2 separate regions of the Mus musculus genome follow, and region 2 is linked to region 1. Evidence: chromatin contacts called from public Hi-C data. All regions are on one chromosome and are shown on one strand. The core of a region is the stretch at or near the end of the contact, and the rest is flanking DNA. Distances in the headings are between cores, read along the strand shown.

Region 1 (3,685 bases), core at 703-3,202:
GTATCTGTGTGTGTGTGTGTGCGTGTATCTGTGTGTGTGTGTGTGTGTGTGTGGCTTTGGGTCATCTTCAACAGGGAATTGACCTTAATATTCCTCAGCTGCCACCCAGCTGAGCCAGCTGTGCCCACAGCAGTCTCTGTCCATGGATTACCCAGCTCATAAAGAGTACAGGGATATCCTGGAGGAAGCCTAGCTGGTGACAAGCTTCAAAAATAAGACTTAAGTAGAAGGGGCCCTGTGGACAGAGCACAGATGTCATCTAGAATAAGTGTAACCAGGGAAGCGGGTAAAGTGCATGTCTCCAACCCCTGCCATTGATGGGTGCAGTACCACTCCTCACAGGGAGCCCAGTCTAGCCAAGACCAGCTGAGGCTGCCCATCCTGGAAGCAAGGACAGTCTGTTAGCCCTTCCTCAGCCAAGCCACAGGAATGTGGCCAGAGCCCTGGCTGGAAAATCCCCTCCTCCCTCTGAACTTCCTCCTCCAGAGCGGAAATGAAGGATGAGGACAGGAAGGGGCTTAGGGGGAGGTGCCTTCCATCCTCTCCCCCAAAGAGTAGTAAAAACACTGCCCGGTGATTGTCATTCAGCCAGCAGCTTCTTATCTAAGTCCTGAGTGGTTTTCCCACAACGTTTGAAAGTCCAGTCTCATTGGTACTCAGGGGTTTTCTGTTCAGTTCCACCCAGCCTGCAGTGCCATTCTCCTTTGTCCACAAGAGACCCTCCCCCAGTTGAAAGTCCAGTCTCATTGGTACTCAGGGGTTTTCTGTTCAGTTCCACCCAGCCTGCAGTGCCATTCTCCTTTATCCACAAGAGACCACCCCCCTAGTATTGTACCCACCCCCAGCATTTTCTGAGCTCTACTGTAACATGGAAGAAGGAACTTGCTGCCAGCATCAAGCAGTGGCCACTGCAGGAATTCATAGGCCTGCCTTGAGGAGGTACCCCAAAAGCCCCTGACTGAGTCCCAGCCTCCGTCTCAGAGAGACTATGCCAGTGGCTGACTCTGAAGCCCTCAATTGGCTAGGCCTGACCCAGTGCAAAGGCAAGCCTTAGAAATCTAAGGCCATAAACACCGTTCAGTCCATGAGTCCAGAGGTCCAGAGGGCCCAGTCTTCTCCTCCCTCTGTGTGAGGCCTTTACCTTTGCAGAGAGCCTTTGGAATGTAGAACATTTAAAGGAGAGAATCAAAGCCCAGTGTGGGCAAAGGGAATTGAGAGCCTAGGCCCTGCTAAGTGGCCTTAGTCCTGGCAGTGTCTGGGGCTGCAGTTGGGAGCAGTCACTAGCTCCCTGGCCTGGCCATCCATCCTGCCAGCGACTGTTCTAGCCACCTGATTTATCAGGTCCATCCAGCAGGCTCTCCTTCTTTGGTACTCCCCTGGAGGAAGGGCCCACTGCAGGCGCCACTTGGCGGGCACAGAGGGCCTCTGGGTGGAACGTAGGGGTGGGTGGGCCAGCTAGGGTCAAGGTAGGGTTCTGACTGAGGGCCTCCCCTACTCAGCTCCTCAGATAGCCACTCACTGATGTTTGTGTTCCTTTTTTTTGTTCCAGATGCTCAGACCAGTGAGAACACCAAGGCCCCGGAGATGAAATCCCGGAGACCCAAGAGCTCTCTTCCCCCTGTGCTAGGAACAGAGAGTAAGTGCTGCGCGCTGGGCTTTACCATACAAAGGCAGGAGTGGTGGCAGAGTCCCAGCTTCCTGGTCACCAGCTCTGTCCTGAACTCCTTGGGGACAAGCTTCTGCCCATCTCCCTGAGTGCCCTATGTCCCCCTGACTACTAAGCCAAATTACCTTTCCTCAAACCCCTGCCAGTCTCTCTTCACCCCATCCACAGCCTGCGTATGTTACCCGTGGTCTTCATCTTCCTGACCACAGCCCTTTCCACCTCCCACGTCACTTTCGGTTGGCACTTAAACCCCTGTGGGGACTGTCCTTCTTCTTTAAGTTGATTCTGTCCTGTCAAGGGAGCCTTCCTAAATTGTTACTCTGCCCTTATGACATCATCGGGAATGTCCAAAGGTCCTCAGTGCCCACAGACTCCCACAAGTGAGCCTCTCATCTATTGTGTATGCACAGGTGCTGTCCCCTGTGCACCCTGACTGCCACCTCTCTCCATGTTCTGCTGTGCTCCCTCACAGCTATGCCACACAGAGCTCCTCACTGCGCTCTGGGGAGCTCCATGGAGCAGTTATAAAATATAGCCTACATAATCAAACTATAATACCTATCAAATAAAATTATATAATAGATAGACACCTAAAGCTCTCAAAGGCCGTAATACAGCCCTGCCTTCTGCTGTAATTACTAGTGCGATTTTATTAGCCGAACTACTTTCTGACATTCCCAGTTTTTATAGGGCACAGAGTTGCTTGGACATCCCCAGAACACTCTAAGTTTTAAAATAAACTTTTTTTAACAGAAAGCCAGGCGTGAGGCACGCTTGCAATCCCAATATTTGAGAAGCTAAGGGGAGGCCAGCCTCGGCTACATAGTGAGTTCTACGCTAATCTGAGATTCAGAGTGAGACTCAAAAAAAGTAAGATTAAGAAAAACCAACTAAACAACAACATCAACATCAGAAGAGAAGCTCTCGCTTCTGCTAGTGGAGGACAGTGATGGGTCTCACTGTTCGGAAGAGCGCTTCCCTTTAGTTATCAGACAGTGGTTTATGGCTGCTTTATTCTTTTCTTTGTAAAAGCAGTGCTTTTGCCTTGCTGGTGCTGAACTCTTGGAACACAGCTCATCAGCCTGAGGTCAGAAGTCCTCAGCCTTCATGGAGGGGTAGCCAAAGTGGATTTATAATTTCTCCTAGATGTTTACACAAAGTGAGACCCACTCAGACAGCAAAGGAGCCACGACTGCTCAGAGCAGACTTTAATAAGCTGTTAAGAGCCCAGGCACAGCCGTAGGGACCCAGGAGGAGTGAGTTAGTAGTGTTACTCTCCAGAACTGTTGCCTGGGCCTTGCTGTGCTACCTATGGGAGACCATGAGAGGGGAGATGTTGTGACTTGCTCAGTGATGAGGCTGCTCACCTGACAGGGACAGAGGTCCAGCCACCTCCCGTCTTCAGGTCTGGAACATCCTTTAGGTCTGTGCGGTCCCAAGGAAGGTGAGGCAGGGTCAGAGCAGAACTGTGGGAGAAAAACAAGTGCCATGAGGCTGGGAGACAAAGCAGACCAGCTCTGGGCACTTTGCCCCGCAGAGCAGAGTCCTTGGAAAACCCCAGCCAAGTTGTCCTCATCCTACTGGCAGCTATAGCTGGGGATTAGATTCACCTGGAGAACATGGAAACCACCCCGCCCAGGCTGCCCCCAGACCAATTAAACAGAAACTCAAGGGTGGCAGCTGGATTTCCGTGGTTTTGTTTATATTTCTAGATCATCCCAGTGTGTGGCCACGCTAAACATCAGCCTTCTAGAGGGAACTGGCCTTGCTTTCCTTGCTTGGATAGCAAGAAGAGGTTGAGAGCAGAAGAGGATTTGCTTGCTGCCCCTGTGAAGCGTGGCAGAGTCACCTTACTCCAGACAGTCTTAATCAGGGGGAGCGGGGCTGGCAGGAAGTGTTTGAACTCTCCAGGAAACACACAGCACCCCACTCCAGGAAACACACAGCACCCCACTCCAGAAAACACACAGCACCCCACTCCAGGAAACACACAGCACCCCACTCCAGGAAACACACAGC
Region 2 (3,685 bases), core at 505-3,004, 33 kb after region 1:
TTTAACAATGGAAGTAATTATAGGTTGATGACTTTTCAAGCCATGAACTTGAAAGCTAGTGCGAGTGTCACTGTTGTATGTTGGTTCTGAAGTACCCAAGGACTACAAGAAAGGTTCATGAGGAAATAAATGGCTGGCAGTCACTGGTAAGAGGAGAGTTTGAAGGTCAGACATGGTGGAGGAGTCAGGAGGCTGGGCTGAGGAGACCAGAGCTTGCCAATATGTATCTGGCTCCTTTTCCAGTCAGAACTGGCCCACTTCAGGGGATGTCTGTGTGAGTCAGGTGCTCTGGGACCTGGGGAAGCCCCCATCATGCCTTGCTCTGGGTAGCCTTCAGTACTAATCACCATGTTCTTTCTGAACCTCCTTGTCTCCTCCAGAGCCAAAGGATGAAGTGGAAGTGTCCGATGATGGTGAGTGAGGCCGGCTGTCTTTGGGACAGGATCTTGGGATGAAGGGGCTGGGAAGGGGGAATCTCATGGCTCACACCCACCCTGACCTGTGCCCCACAGACGAAAAGGAACCTGAGGTTGATTACCGGACGGTGACTGTTAACACTGAACAGAAAGTGTCTGATGTGTATGACATTGAAGAGCGACTAGGATCGTAAGTGGAGTTTATAACTGCCTCTGGGCCCCAGGGTACAGGTACAGGACCCGCAGTTCATCCCAGCACCTCTTCCTGTGTTCTCTCAGACACCGCTTCTTCCAAAACCAAGAGTCTCCAGATGGGGAGGGAATGACTCACAGGCTCATGCCTCACCAGGGGCCTTCTCTGGAGCTGCTCCTGTGGCTCTGTACAGACCCAGCTCTGTAGGAGCCTTAGGTGAGGCCCCCTATGTCTCTGCTCACAGCACAGCACCAAACGGAAGGACGGGGTTTGAATCAAGTCTTTAGCATCCCTTGCACAGGGTCCAAAGTAGCTCAGCTTGGCTCTCCTTCTCTGTTTCATTGACAGTGGGAAGTTTGGACAAGTCTTCCGACTTGTGGAAAAGAAAACTGGAAAAATCTGGGCAGGGAAATTTTTCAAGGCCTATTCCGCCAAGGAGAAAGACAACATCCGTCAGGAGATCAGCATCATGAACTGCCTCCACCACCCCAAGCTGGTCCAGTGTGTGGATGCCTTCGAAGAAAAGGCCAACATTGTCATGGTTCTGGAGATGTGAGTGGCACCGTAGTCTGAGAACCTCTTCCTGTGTCCTTCCCACTGTCCCAACCCAGCCACCTCTGCCACACAAGGTGTGATGGGCAAGATACTCACTGTCACCAGGACCATGGCTGATCAGTGGGAACCAGAACTGGCCCTGACCCACTGAGCAGCAGTCTGCTAGCCTTGGGACCCCTGTACCCACTGTCCTCCTGACTTCTTGTCTAATCTTATCTTTTTAACATATAAATTCACACTAAAAATGATAAGAAAACAGAAAATGGTCTTACTCCCATCCATTCATTCATCTTTCCTGTTTCTACACTACTAGAGGCAAATCATGGGGGGGGGGGGGGGCGTTTCTTATATTCTTCCAAAGTTCTTTATAAAAATGCAAGCAGAGATATAACATCTGCATTTTTACTGTCCTGGAATTTATCACAATGTGTGCCTTGAACTCAGTGTCCAGCACTGGGTAGTTTTCAGTAAGCTGATATCACAAGCCTTGGGTCCTCTGAACTCCGAGGGACCTCAGGTTACATACACCACGGTGTGCATTTGAGCCATCTGCGTTTGATAAGAGACCGGGTGGTTTCATGCCTCTTTCGCTTTTGCGAGCATTGCTTGCCACCTTGTGCATGTGTATTTTCCATGACGCCTGTGCACACCCATGGCCTCCGTCCCAGAAATGAAAGTTCACAAGGTGAAAGGGCACGTTCATTTGAGGATTTTCAAGGTATCCTCAGGCTGCACATCCTGAGCTTCAGAATCAGTTCTTTGGAGAAGAGAAGCTTTCTACTCTGGCTGGCGCTCTTGCGCAGGAGGGGCCAGGCCCGATGGCTGCCTCTTCTCACCCCCCCTCACAGTGACATTAGGCATGTTCCTCTCAGAAAGCGCTCTTGGGACAGACAAAAACGGTTGAAAGTGCAGATCAGAGTCAGTTAACCTTACGCAGATCCCAGCCGCACCCCACATGATGTGACCTTGAATAAGTTAATCAGCTCTGACAATCCTTAGTTTCACTGTGAACAGCCTGTTCTCTCTCTCTCTCCCTCTCTCTCTCTCTCTCTCTGTCTCTCTGTCTCTCTCTCTCTCTCTGTCTCTCTCTCTCTCTCTCTCTCTTCTCTCTGTCTCTCTGTCTCTCTCTCTCTCTCTGTCTCTCTCTCTCTCTCTCTCTCTCTCTCTCTCTCTTCTCTCTCACACACACACAGTGGATGCTGTGGGATTAGGTAGAATTGTTCTGTGAGGCTCAGTGCTCGGCCATAGACTGCTATTAAAAGAGTGATGGGTTGACTTTTCCCTGTATTCTGGTTTGTTTTCCACTTAAAAGTAGCCCTGGAGCATTTTAGCATCTACGTAGCTGCTGTGGATCAAGTCCTTTCTAATTCTCAGAAAGCCAGCCTTCAAGCTCTCTGACTACTGAAATGAGATTTTTTATTTTTAATTGTTAGGTCCTACCAGCCAAAGGGTATTTAGATTAAATAATATCAAGGCTCCCACTTGGCTGTAGAATTCTACTTTCCTTAGAATCATAAACGACTCAGAGAATATCTTCATCAGTATTTTTTGGTCAGGTTCACCACCACCCACTTTTAGGAATATTACCTCCCTGCCTGTGACTCTGTCACGGCTCTCCAAGTCTTTGTGGACTGAGAATTCCTATTTGTTTTAGAGTGGATTGCTTAGTTTGTACAGTGTGGGTACGTGAGGACATGGAGAAAAGTCTTATCTTTAGAAGTTAAACCTTAGGCAAGTTCACAGCAGAGGGGCGGAGGGGTGGCAGGAGGCAGGCAAACCTGGGTAAGGGCAGTCTGCAGCACCAGTGGGCAGAATACCATACTTAGCTTGGAATTGGGACTTGGCAAGCTGGGTGGAAAAAAGGCAGAGAAATGTAAGGAGGTTTCAGCTGGTCTGGCTTCCATCCCCACACCCCACTCCTCCCCCACGGACAGAGCGAGTCTCACAAGCATAGATGCCAGATCGGCCTCTATTGAGGTGAGGATTAAGATTGCCCTGTGATAGGAACTGAACCAGGGCTCTTCCCTTCCAACCTAGTCCAACATATAGCCACAAGCAAAGAAAAGGTTGACGGTCAGCAGGCCAGTTGAGAGAAATTAAATGTATTCCAGAGTCCCAGCCTCAGATATGTAGGAAATAAGGAAGAATACGTCTGCAGCCTGTCTGACTTTTGGTTTCTGGACAGGCCCCAGTCGTACAGGAGCAAGGGCCCTTCTGGCTACTGCCTGGGCTTGGGCTTCTCTTTTTGGAAGTGCTTGGGACTGTCCAAGTGGTGATGGGTCCCTGAGCCCTGGAGAAGATATGAAGTTTCAACTGGATACCGGTGACTGATGTCATCTTTGCTCTACTGTTAGCAACATTTATAAAAGAGCATCCAGCTGGCTGCCAAGAGGCAAAGAGTAGAGACTAGGTACCAAGCCCTGGATAGCATTGTCCTCTCTGGCTGCCGGGGAAAGCTAGCCCAGACTTGCAGTTCTGGGGATAAGCTTGGCCCCTTGGGATGAGTACTGTTGGTGATAGT

What was found. A called contact is a pair of places that touch in the nucleus more often than the background predicts.
Region 2: a contact with region 1 is called in a Hi-C map of liver, with 2.8 times the contacts expected there. The contact joins the enhancer-like site here to the promoter of 1700119H24Rik in region 1. A contact is called at or near these places in 2 of 39 promoter capture datasets (the C10 cell line and liver), 4 of 15 datasets of contacts at CTCF or cohesin (the NIH/3T3 cell line, embryonic stem cells and stem cell-derived epiblast-like cells), 48 of 484 Hi-C or Micro-C datasets (the AML12 cell line, B cells, the C2C12 cell line and 24 more), 11 of 115 datasets of contacts at active chromatin or transcription factors (the HPC-7 cell line, the NIH/3T3 cell line, a colorectal cancer cell line and 8 more) and 2 of 9 other capture datasets (adipose tissue and liver).

What each region holds. Positions count from the first base shown.
Region 1 is chr16:34,937,377-34,941,061 of GRCm38.p6, forward strand. It overlaps 1700119H24Rik (RIKEN cDNA 1700119H24 gene), which reads right to left and starts at 1,953. Exons shown (of 3, transcript NR_040536.2): 1 at 1,792-1,953. It overlaps Mylk (myosin, light polypeptide kinase), which reads left to right. Exons shown (of 32, transcript NM_139300.3): 18 at 1,550-1,636.
Region 2 is chr16:34,970,862-34,974,546 of GRCm38.p6, forward strand. Mylk (myosin, light polypeptide kinase) reads left to right here. Exons shown (of 32, transcript NM_139300.3): 23 at 381-413; 24 at 513-606; 25 at 958-1,161. Among named protein-coding and RNA genes, the nearest start is that of E130310I04Rik, 14 kb to the left of the region's middle. Within about 2 kb of position 1,755, at least 8 of the 459 cell types and tissues checked have an H3K27ac peak or open chromatin away from gene starts, as enhancers often do. A contact at or near this core is called in liver, where this site is marked.